Regions from separate parts of the Capra hircus genome. Here region 2 is linked to region 1. The links are chromatin contacts, called in public Hi-C maps. All regions are on one chromosome and are shown on one strand. The core of a region is the stretch at or near the end of the contact, and the rest is flanking DNA. Distances in the headings are between cores, read along the strand shown.

The links. Hi-C and Micro-C count contacts between places; a contact is called where the count stands out from the background.
Region 2: a Hi-C map of liver shows a contact between it and region 1, with 5 times the contacts expected there. The contact joins the enhancer-like site here to the promoter of FOXC1 in region 1. A contact is called at or near these places in 2 of 5 Hi-C or Micro-C datasets (blood and liver).

Annotation. Positions count from the first base shown.
Region 1 is chr23:778,964-784,273 of ARS1.2, forward strand. FOXC1 (forkhead box protein C1) reads left to right here and starts at 1,621. Exons shown (of 2, transcript XM_013974207.2): 1 at 1,621-3,680; 2 at 3,875-5,129. The coding sequence starts at 1,703. The coding sequence ends at 3,367.
Region 2 is chr23:1,113,053-1,119,127 of ARS1.2, forward strand. The region is part of intron 4 of GMDS (GDP-mannose 4,6 dehydratase); the gene reads right to left. Among named protein-coding and RNA genes, the nearest start is that of GMDS, 100 kb to the right of the region's middle. Within about 2 kb of position 1,414, at least 4 of the 5 cell types and tissues checked have an H3K27ac peak or open chromatin away from gene starts, as enhancers often do.

The DNA of each region.
Region 1 (5,310 bases), core at 371-2,870:
AGAAGGCCCTGCAGGTGCGATTCTGAACGCCACCCCCCACCCCCACCCCCCATCAACCCGTTGGCTCTGCAAGCGGCAGCCACGCGGGGCGGGGAGGGAGGTGGCCGTCTTTACCCGTCACCCGCTCTCATCACTGAGTTCGCAGCCCGAATCCTCCTTTAGGAGGCCCTGTCCGCGAACCCCTAGAGGAGCCCAGGGACGCCCAGGCTCCAGGAGAGCGCTCTGCAGACCCCCATCGCCAACGCGGCCCCAAGCTCTTGGCAAGGCCCCATGTCCCCCTCCCTTGTTTCTACTGGGGAGGGGTCGCGGAAGCAGCACAGTTCCCGCTGGCCCTGCTTTCGGACTCAGAACTGTGCCTTTTTGTAACCCTGCTCTGGACTGGAGAACTTCCAGGTGGGGGGGACTGGGGACTTCTGGGAAGGAGGGAGACTGGTGACCAGGAGTGGAGAAGAGGGGAGGAGAGTGGAGGGGAGGGGAGGGGAGAATAGGGGAGGGGAAGGGAGAATAGGGGAGGGGAGGGGAGAATAAGGGAGGGGAGGGGAGAATAGGGGAGGGGAGAGCAGGGGAGAGGAAGGGAGAATAGGGGGAGGGGAAGGGAGGGGAGAATGGGGGAGGGTGGGGGAGCGGAGAATGGGGAGGGTGGGGAGGGGAGAATGGGGAGGGTGGGGGAGGGGGAGTGTGGGGGGAACAGGGGAGAATAGCAGAGGGGGGACAGATGGTGGAGAGTAGGTTTGAGGGAGTATGGAGGAGTAGCGGAGGGGAAAGAAGTGAGGGGGAGGGGAAGGGGGAGAAGAAGCAGGGGAGGGGGAGGGGAGCGGGAAGGGGGAGGGGAGGGGAGCGGGGCGCCGGGTGGGCGAGGAGGGGCGGGGAGGGTGCGCGAATGGGACAGTCGGGGCCCCAGGGCGCAGGGACATCCGGGAGCAGCGGACGAGGAAGGGTCTGCGCGGGGACCGGAGGGCCCGGCCGGGCCGCGGGAACAATGGGCGTCCAGCGCGGGGCCCGGGGCGGGGAAAGCGCCCGGCGCGGGCGGCGGGCGCGGGGGCCCACGGCCGAGGGCGCCGGCGCGGGCGCGGGCAGGGGCGCGGGCGCGGGGCCGGCGGGCCGGCGCGCGTGTGGTCAGCCCGCGGTCCTCCGCGGCGGGGCGCGGGCCGGCCCGCTCGGCCTCGGGCTCCTTCGGAGGCGTTCCCGCCTCCCATTGGCCGCCGCCGCCGGGACGGGGCGGGGCCCCGCGGCCCGGAAAAAATGTAACTGCGTAAAAAAGTCCTCGCCTGGGTGACGGATGCTCAAAAGTTCAGGAGTTTTCCCCATGCTTCCTTAAGCGGCCGGCGCGCGAGAGCCTGAGAAAGGTGACGCGGCCCGGGCCGGGGCCGGCGCGCTGCCCCCGCCCGCTCCTCTGGCCGCCCCGCCGGCGGCTGGGGCTCAGCCTCCGCGAGGCGCAGGCGGCGCGGCGGGCCGGGCTTCGGCTTGTTTTCCAGCCCGGGCTCCGCGCTCCCGCTCCCGCCGGGAAGCCGCGGCGCGCGATCCAGGCCGTCGGCCGCGTCCTCGTCCGGCCCTCTCTGCCGGCCCGAGGCGCCCCGGAGCCGGGCGCGCGCAGAGGCGGCGGCGGCCCGGCACCGGCCCGCGGGCCCGGACTCGGACTGGGCGGCCGGCCCGGAGAGGGCGGGGGGCGGCGGCGGCGGCGGCGGCGGCGGCGAGCGGGGCCATGCAGGCGCGCTACTCCGTGTCCAGCCCCAACTCCCTGGGAGTGGTGCCCTACCTCGGCGGCGAGCAGAGCTACTACCGCGCGGCGGCGGCGGCAGCGGGGGGCGGCTACACGGCCATGCCGGCCCCCATGAGCGTGTACTCGCACCCGGCGCACGCTGAGCAGTACCCGGGCGGCATGGCCCGCGCCTACGGGCCCTACACGCCGCAGCCGCAGCCCAAAGACATGGTGAAGCCGCCCTACAGCTACATCGCGCTCATCACCATGGCCATCCAGAACGCGCCGGACAAGAAGATCACCCTGAACGGCATCTACCAGTTCATCATGGACCGCTTCCCCTTCTACCGCGACAACAAGCAGGGCTGGCAGAACAGCATCCGCCACAACCTCTCGCTCAACGAGTGCTTCGTCAAGGTGCCGCGCGACGACAAGAAGCCGGGCAAGGGCAGCTACTGGACGCTCGACCCGGACTCCTACAACATGTTCGAGAACGGCAGCTTCCTGCGGCGGCGGCGGCGCTTCAAGAAGAAGGACGCCGTGAAGGACAAGGAGGAGAAAGACCGGCTGCACCTCAAGGAGCCGCCGCCACCGCCGCCGCCGCCGCCGCCGCCGCCGCCGACGGCCGGCCGCCAGCCCGCGCCCGCGCCCCCCGAGCAGGCCGACGGCGCGCCGCCCGGGGCGCAGCCCCCGCCCGTGCGCATCCAGGACATCAAGACCGAGAACGGTACGTGCCCCTCGCCGCCCCAGCCCCTGTCCCCGGCCGCCGCCCTGGGCAGCGGCAGCAGCGGCGCCGCCGCGGTGCCCAAAATCGAAAGCCCCGACAGCAGCAGCAGCAGCCTGTCCAGCGGGGGCAGCCCCCCCGGCGGCCTGCCGGCGGCGCGGCCGCTGAGCCTGGACGGCGCGGAGCCCGGCCCGCCGCCCGCGCCCGCGCCCGCGCACAGCCAGGGCTTCAGCGTGGACAACATCATGACGTCGCTGCGGGGGTCGCCGCAGGGCGCGGCCGCCGAGCTGGGATCCGGCCTCCTGGCCCCGGCCGCCGCGTCCTCGCGCGCGGGCCTCGCGCCTCCGCTGGCGCTCGGCGCCTACTCGCCAGGCCAGAGCTCGCTGTACGGCTCGCCCTGCAGCCAGAGCCCCGGCGCGGGCGGCGCGGGCGGCGCGGGCGGCGGCGGCGGCGGCGGGGCGGGGGGCCCCGGGACCTACCACTGTAACCTGCAGGCCATGAGCCTGTACGCGGCGGGGGAGCGCGGCGGCCACGTGCAGGGCGCTCCCGCGGGCGCCGGAGGCTCCTCGGTGGACGACCCTCTGCCCGACTACTCCCTGCCCCCGGCCACCAGCAGCAGCTCCTCGTCCCTGGGCCACGGCGGCGGCGGCGGCGGCCAGGAGGCCGGCCACCACCCCGCGGCCCACCAAGGCCGCCTGGCCTCGTGGTACCTGAACCAGGCGGGCGGGGACCTGGGCCACCTGGCCAGCGCGGCGGCGGCGGCCGCGGGCTACCCGGGCCAGCAGCAGAACTTCCACTCGGTGCGGGAGATGTTTGAGTCGCAGCGGATCGGCCTGAACAACTCGCCGGTAAACGGGAACAGCAGCTGTCAGATGGCCTTTCCTTCCGGCCAGTCCCTGTACCGTACGTCCGGGGCCTTCGTCTACGACTGCAGCAAGTTCTGACCGCCCGCCTCCGCCCCGCCTGCCTCCCAGCCGGACCGAACCGAACCGAACCCCGGAGCAGGAGCAGCCAAAAGGACCCTCAGCGCAAAAGTGAAACCAAAAACCCAGTCCGTGAAACGTCCACCAAACTAGCAAACAGAAGCCCTCCACACTTTCGAGTCACCAGCACGAAGAAAAGGCTTTCTTCTCTTAGAAGATGGATTCGGAGCCACCTCCACTTTGCTTTATCTAAACAAACAGAACCGTAAAACTGTTTTGTACAGAGACAGCAGAGTCATGGTTTGTTAAAGGGCAGTGTTTCTCCAGATAACACGTAAGTTTCTTCCTCTTTTCAGAGAACACCTCTCCTCCTCCTGCCCCGTCCCTTGCCCTCTCACCTGTAAGATATTTTTATCCTCTATTGGAAGGAGGGAGGAAGTCCCCCATATGTGGAGATGGCTTTCTTATTATTCTTGGACTTGTTTTAAAATGTAAATTGCAACATAGTAATTTATTTTTGATTTGTAGTTGGATGTCCGTGGACCAAACGCCAGAAAGTGTTTCCAAAACCTGACGTTAAATTGCCTGAAACTTTAAATTGTGCTTTTTTGATTATGAAAAGGGAAACTGTATTAATCTTATTCTATCATCTTTGCTTTCTTTTTGTTGAGCATATTCATTGTTTATTAATAAATTACCATTCAGTTTGAATGAGACCTATATGTCTGGATACTTTAATACAGCCTTTAATTCTTATAAGAGAAAAAGATTTCAGAGATTAAAACGCTAGAAATTACCAATTCTCCTAAATCTCTGAAAAAAAAAAGTAGAGACATCCTCTGACTATTTCTGGTCAAATTACACGTGTAAGTCTCTTTTTGTTTAGATTTATTTTTTCCTGCGGCATCTTTTGCAAAAGTACTGTATAGTCAGCTTGCTTTGTGGCTAGTAAAAAGAGATTTTCCTAAACATATCTGAGTTGGCATATGCACAAATGCATTTTCTCAGTAATGACAACAGGATTCGGAAATTTCAAGCCCATGAATCAGCAGCAGTCTCACCACAGTGATACCTGTGTGTGGAGAGGCAGCTGTGCCTTCAGATACACATTTGAATATTTGGCTTGTGTATCACTTAAAAAACTGTCGCACATATCAGACATCCCTGTGAGCCGAATGCTGGATGAATTTTCTTCCTGTTAATTTCACTCCTTTTTAAGAGGGGGATAAAAAAACCTAGCTTTTAAATGTGTGTATATAACTCATCCACATCTACAATCCTTCATGTCCAATGTAGGATTGATTTTTATTTTAATGTACTGCGGGTTGGAAAGGGATATTTAATCTTTGGGAAACTATTTTAGAAGATATGTTTGTAGAACAATTATTTTTTGGAAAAAGATTTAAAGCAATAACAAGAAGGAAGGAGCGGGAAGCAGGGTATTTTAATCCAGGTGGTTTCTTTTCAGTCCCATTTTTCTTGTTAATTTACAGTTAAACGTATGGGGCAGCCCGCTAGCCCCCTCCTTTTGTAAATAACCCAGGAAATGTAATAAATTCATTATCTTAGGGTGATCTGCCCTGTCAATCAGACTCTGGGGAGATGCGATTTGATTCCAGACTTTCAGGGTCTTTCCGTTTGTTCTCGAGATAATACAGTTCCCTGCTATCTGCCGCTCCGATCTAGAGGCAACACTTAGCAGTAATTGCTGTTGCTTGTTGTCAAAATTTGATCATTGTTAAAGGATTGCTGCAAATAAATACACTCTACTTCCAGTCAAAAACTGCTTTACACGGCCTCTGATTTGCTGGGTCCCTGGCTCAGAGTCGAGCCGGCAGGCGCGCAGGGCGCGGGGCGCGGCGTCCCCGGGGGCAGGCCGCGGGGACCGGCCTCCTCGCTGCGCGGCCTCCGCGTCGCAGCCCCGGGCCGGGCGGCCTGGCGCCACCCGGGAGCCCCCGTTTGGG
Region 2 (6,075 bases), core at 164-2,663, 330 kb after region 1:
ATACACTCCTAGCTAAATCTAAAACAAATGCATTTGATACACTGATAATGATTTATAAAGAAATTTATATACAGTTGTAACTAATTCAAACAACATAGACTTTGATGTTAAGGACTGTAAGGTGGTGAAAGTTTCATCTTATAAAATTCCATTTAATTAAATTGAAAGCTCACAAAATACTAAAATAATTACATGTTTAGGATCAAACTCAAATCTGGATTAGTTCAAATGTTTCTTAGTTCTTACATTTACGGAGCTCACACTGTGAAAACAGTGAGAATAACGCAGACCGAGCTGTGCAAAGTGGAGTTAACACAATGGCTTGCTGAACTCGAAAAACCAGAGCCCAGGTGTCAGCGTGGATCCTCTTGCCCTACCGACGTGTGACAGGGTAGAACCCCTTCATCACTAGCAAGTAACAAGCGGCAGCTTTGTTAGAGCAGCTCCGAGGCCGTGGCGGTGCCCAGCGTGGGCCTGGCCTGTCGGCCACAGCCGTCCCCAGTGCAGCAGCTACGCTCAAGTGAGCCTTCGTGAAGGCTGAGAAATAAATTATATTAAGTGCTGCATTTTGAACCTAGAAATGAGGGAAGGGGCTGTTAAGATATCAAATTTACTAAAAAAATAATTATGTGAGAAATAAGTTGCTGTCACAGAGAGACTTGCCAGGCTCATGGTGTCGGAGCGGGTGGTCACACACACCTTTGGGATCAGTGTTGTGACACGGAGATGAGGCTGGGGGGCTAGTGCGCCTGGGGCAGAGGGGAGAACAGGGAGGCACGCAGGCGGCTTCCTGGACAGCCGACCGTCGGTGCTCCGAGGAGCCCTTCCGATGCCCACGAGGAGCAAGCCGCCGGCCTGATTCAGCAGCTCAGGACGCGCCCCAGACTGCTCTTTTATAACCTGCTTCCACGTCTCACATTTCTAATGAGCACAGCTTCACTTCTGCAGACCCTCCTGCCCGTGCTCTAACCAAACTCAAATCTGAAACTTGAAAACTACCTTGGAAATTTGTGGGCAGCCACAGAAAGGCCCCGGAGAAGCAGACACATATTACATGTTAATTGTAAGGATGAGTGTCACCTATTATGGCGATGATGTCATTATTGAGGAATGCTAATTAAGACATTAGATGACTTGCTGATTGCAGACGCATTCTGAAGGAATCTATTTGTCCTCGTCTGCTGAACAGCAGATCCAGCGAGGGGACGGAGCCGTAAGAGACTGCAGTTCCCGTTTCTGAAACGCTGCCTTTGAGTGAACGTTCCCATGGACTGTTTGCCTGATTTCTGGGCTGACACTTCCTCCTGGGAACCGGCTCGACTGAGCAGGCGGCGGGCTGTCCCTGGCCGCGCTGCTGGGTCTGGTCTCTCCTTGGCTGTCCCCGCCTGCCACCCCAAGCCCTCGGCCGGCTCTGGGCCGTGACGTGCCTGTTGTCTTAGCCGAGTCCTGTCGTCTTCCAGGACTGCGTGCCCTACCTTCAAAGATTAAGCCTTCCCACGTGGGATCTGTCCAGACAGCCAGTGTATCGCCGCTTCTCACGGCCTTCTGCACCCTCCTACACCCTGGCGTTATCAGCGGTGGCTTTCTTTCCTATTTTGCGTCTAACTACAGGACACAGGCGCCCGGGCTGATGGGAGCCGGTTCTCACTGTCATTCCCATCTGTCCTAACTGCCAGGCTGACTTCCGCAGTCTGCGACACTCTGCCGCCATCTATGTGCAGAGACGGGCACAGCACCGCCCACCCCCTCAGCTCCCCTTGCTCCAGAAACAACCCTGTTTCTGATCCGGACAGATGAGAAGGGAAGCTTCAGGAATAATCCGCTTTCCCACAAAAAAAAAATGTAGCAGCTTCCCAGGAACCTCTACTTACTTCTCTGTGAAGCAACCTTCTTAAACTAGAAGAGGACTAAAATGCGTTATTTAACCCAAACCAAAACCACAGTCTTTTCCATTACTGCTGTTGACAAATTTTAGCAAAAATGGCCACTTCCACAGCATCATGACAGAAAAAGAAGAGGTGACAGGAAGTTGAAGCTTTAAGTCACAAACAATTGCAATAAAAATAATTTTGCAAAACTGCCAAATGATATGGTCACTTTTGTAATATTAATATTTAATATAAAGGAAATGTAAACAAACCAGATTTTAAAAGTATCTACTCACATTATTTCAACTAGCAACAGCACAGATATAATCACCTAGTCTTTATCAAATGCCCAAATGCTTTCTTTCTAGGGAAGACAGAGAAACATGTCAGAATCCTAGACAGCCCTCAGCCTTTCCTAAGGTGTGGACTACACAGGCTCTGAAGTGTCCCAGTAGATGTCAACATCAAAAAAGCAAACAAACAAGAAAACCACTCCAGGGTGAGTCATTCAAGATCCTCAAGCAAAACAAACAAAAAAACACACAAAACCTTTCCTCTACTGAGCTTTTAAACAATAATTAATCTACTCAGTAAAGGCAGACACTGGTGTTTCCGATCAGGACTAGCGAGGTTGTCAATAGTCCTAGAGAACAAGCCTCAGAGGTTTAGCTTGTCAACACTACTGATTTCTGAAAGACTTTTTACTGATACAACAACTGGCGCCAGTGACATGCACAGGGGAGGGAGGGAAAGGAGACTCGGAGAGAAGGTGAGCCCTGATTCACCCAACACCACCAGGAGCGCACCCCGGCCGCCCCCACAGTGACCTTCCATTCACGGCGGCTGCACAACTGCTGTCAGCAAACACGTCGTCCAGCAAGCGCCCCCCTTAATCACCAACACGCTGACCGTGCACAGGGCTCCCTGCTGGCTCAGCTGGTAAAGAACTCGCCTGCAGCGCAGGAGACCCCAGGTGGATTCTCGGGTCAGGAAGATCCCCTAGAGAAGGGACAGGCTACCCACTCCAGTGCTCCTGGGCTCCCTGGTGGCTAGATGGTAAAGAATCCACCTGCAATGCAGGTGACCTGGGTGGGACCCCTGGGTCAGAAAGAGCCCCTGGAGAGGGGAACGGTTGCCCACTCCAGTCTCCTGGCCTGGAGGATTCAGACTGCATATCGGTTGAGCTCATCATTGAAATCAACGTTCCCTAAGAACTATCAAAGCAATTTCGAGCTAAACATAGGTTAGCGAGCCAAACCAAGCCTATACGTGTATTTCTTTGTAAATAGAGCACATTTAAACTCATCATGAATGATTTTTTAATTGACATTCCTAAACAACATACACTTCATGTGAATGTTAGAAGAAGGATAAAATGATGAAACCTACTAATAAAGTGGAAATCTAAATTAAATAAGTCTTGATACAATTTATTACTTGCACTGGTAAAGTATGCAATTAATGATTTACAAAAGAAATACATTAAAAAGATATCACATGTTAAATTTCTTTGAAGTAGAAAAGATTTCATTTTATCTTACTATACATACCAACTTCAAGGATCCAACTTTAACAAAGAGAATTTGTATTAAATTCTATTTGTACTAAAAGGATAAAGTAGAAATCTTGTTTGACAGATACCAAACTCTATTTTGTGCTTCAAAGGAAAAGTTAAGTTTAAATTCTTAAATTTCCAGGATCTATGGTATTAAACATAAATTTACTGGTGGCTCAATTAGTAAAGAATCTGCCTGCAATGTAGGAGAACTGGGTTTGATCCCTGAGTCAGGAAGATCCCTTGGAGGAGGACATGGCAACCCATTCCAGTATTCTTGCTTGGAGAATCCCATGGACAGAGGAGACTGGTGGGCTACAGTCCTTGGGGTCTCAAGAGTTGGACACAACTTAGAGACTAACCCACCACCAAACAGAGGTATTACTCACGTGTGCCTCTCACCTGCACGTTTACTAAACACAGATCCAGACACCAGGTCTATGGGATTAAATGAGGCATTATTTTTGTGCACATCTTAGTCTATGCAGATTACGTACTCCAATCTAATCGAGAATCCAGAGAAAATTCTTCATTCGTCGTCAGACGTCTAAAACAAAGTGTCTCACTCACAGCACCGTCACTGACTTACTTCCTTTTACTGCTTGTGTGTATAGATCCATCTAGAAATCAGTATGACGATAAAGATGTGCAGTTAGTTATCTGAACTAATTTTGGCTTAACTGTGCAAAGATAAAATAATACTTTGGATTTAATTTAGCAAGTCACTTATGAGTGAATTAAGAGTGCCAAACTCAACAAACATACCTTTGTGTGGTCCCCCAATCACCAGAAAAAATCCAAGCATTATTAACTGTTATCAAAATTACAATACCAACTCGGGCTAGCAAAACAGGACAATCTGTCTGAATACAGGGAGGAGAGCTTTCATGGAGTACTTTCTCATATAAATTCTTAAATTCATAATGGAAAGGACTTTTAAGTGGTTTTAGATTTGAATTCAATTGTCAGGTCTGTAACAGGCTTCCAAGGGGAGTCTGAGCCGTAAGGACACCTAGGGACCCAAACACAGCACACTGTCTACAGAGGACAAGACCCTCAGCCTCACGCACATGAGGGGGTCGAGCGCCTCAGCAAGCCCCTGAGGGCTGCGGGCACCGGCCAGCCTCACTCCCATGAGGGGGTCGAGCGCCTCAGCACAAGCACTGCTCCATTAAGTGAAAAGGGCTTTTGTGCCGCAACTTCACCTCGTACCAAACTACAGAGGCTAAACATCACAGGGACTGAGTTGCACAGGATCCGTCAGCAAGAAGTGAAGACGAGAACAAAAGAGAGAAGCGCAGCCTGCGTAGGTCACGGGGGCTCAGCATCGCTCGGGTCACGGGGGCTCAGCATCGCCCAGGTCGTGGGGGGCTCAGCATCGCTCGGGTCGCGGGGGCTCAGCGTCGCCCAGGCCTCGGGGGCCCAGCGTCGCCCGGGTCGCGGGGGCCCAGCGTCGCCCCGGCCGCGGGGGCCCAGTGTCGCCCCGGCCGCGGCTCTGTGCGCCTGGCCCTCTCCGCCCATCTCCTCCCTCCTCCCATTTCTCCAGAAACACACACGTTATCTCCGTGTGGATGTCAGGTCAATGTACAAGGCACCTCACCCGTTCTTAGGGTCTCACGGCCGCATGAAGGAAAGCCCCCACCAACAGACACCTTCTCAATGACAGGGCTAACTGGCTGGCATACCAGAGTGATCTTATGGCACACTAAGCACATATGAGAGTTAGACATGAAAATGTGAAAATTAATTTTAAACCTTATAAAATATACAAGCCTATATCAATGTGTACATCTAACAATCAAAATTAGTTATCTTCAGAGACCCCACATGGAATTATGGTTGCATACGCTAAAACAGTGGGCTTCCCTGCTGGCTCAGTGGTAAGAAAGCCACCTACAATGCAGGAGACGCAGGTTCGATCCCTGGGTCGGGAAGATCCCCGGAGAAGGAAATGGCAACCCACTCCCATATTCTTGCCTGGGAAATCCCATGGAGAGAGGGGCCTAGCTGACTACAGTCCATTGGGTTGCAAAACAGTCTGATACTACTGACCTGGCTTAAAACTCAACATTAAAAAAAATAAGACCATGGCATCAAGTCCATCACTTCATGGCAAACAGAAGGGGGAAAGGTGGAAGGAGTAACAGACTGTATTTCCATGGGCTCCAGAATCACTGTGGACGATGACAGCAGCCATGAAGTCAGAAGCTTCTCCTTGGAAGGGGAGCTATGGCAACCCTAGGCAGGGCAGTGAAGAGCAGGGACAGAGCTTTGTTGACAGCGCTCTGTACAGTCAGAGCCATAGTTTTTTTCTAGTAGTCATGTAAGGCCATGACTGAGAGCCTTTCACTTTCACTTCTCACTTTCAGTGATTTCAGAGATGGCCCATAAAGAAGGCTGAGCACCAGAGAATGATGCTTTCAAACTGCGGTGCTGGAGAAGACTCTTGAGAGTCCCTTGGACGGCAAGGAGATCAAATCAGCCAATCCTAAAGGAAATCAACCCTGAGTATTCACTGGAAGGACTGATGCTGAAGCTGAAGCTCCAATACTTTGGCCACCTGACGCGAAGAGCCAACTCCCTGGAAAAGACCCTGATGTTGGGAAAGACTGAGGGCAGGAGAAGGGGACAACAGAGGATGAGACTGGATGG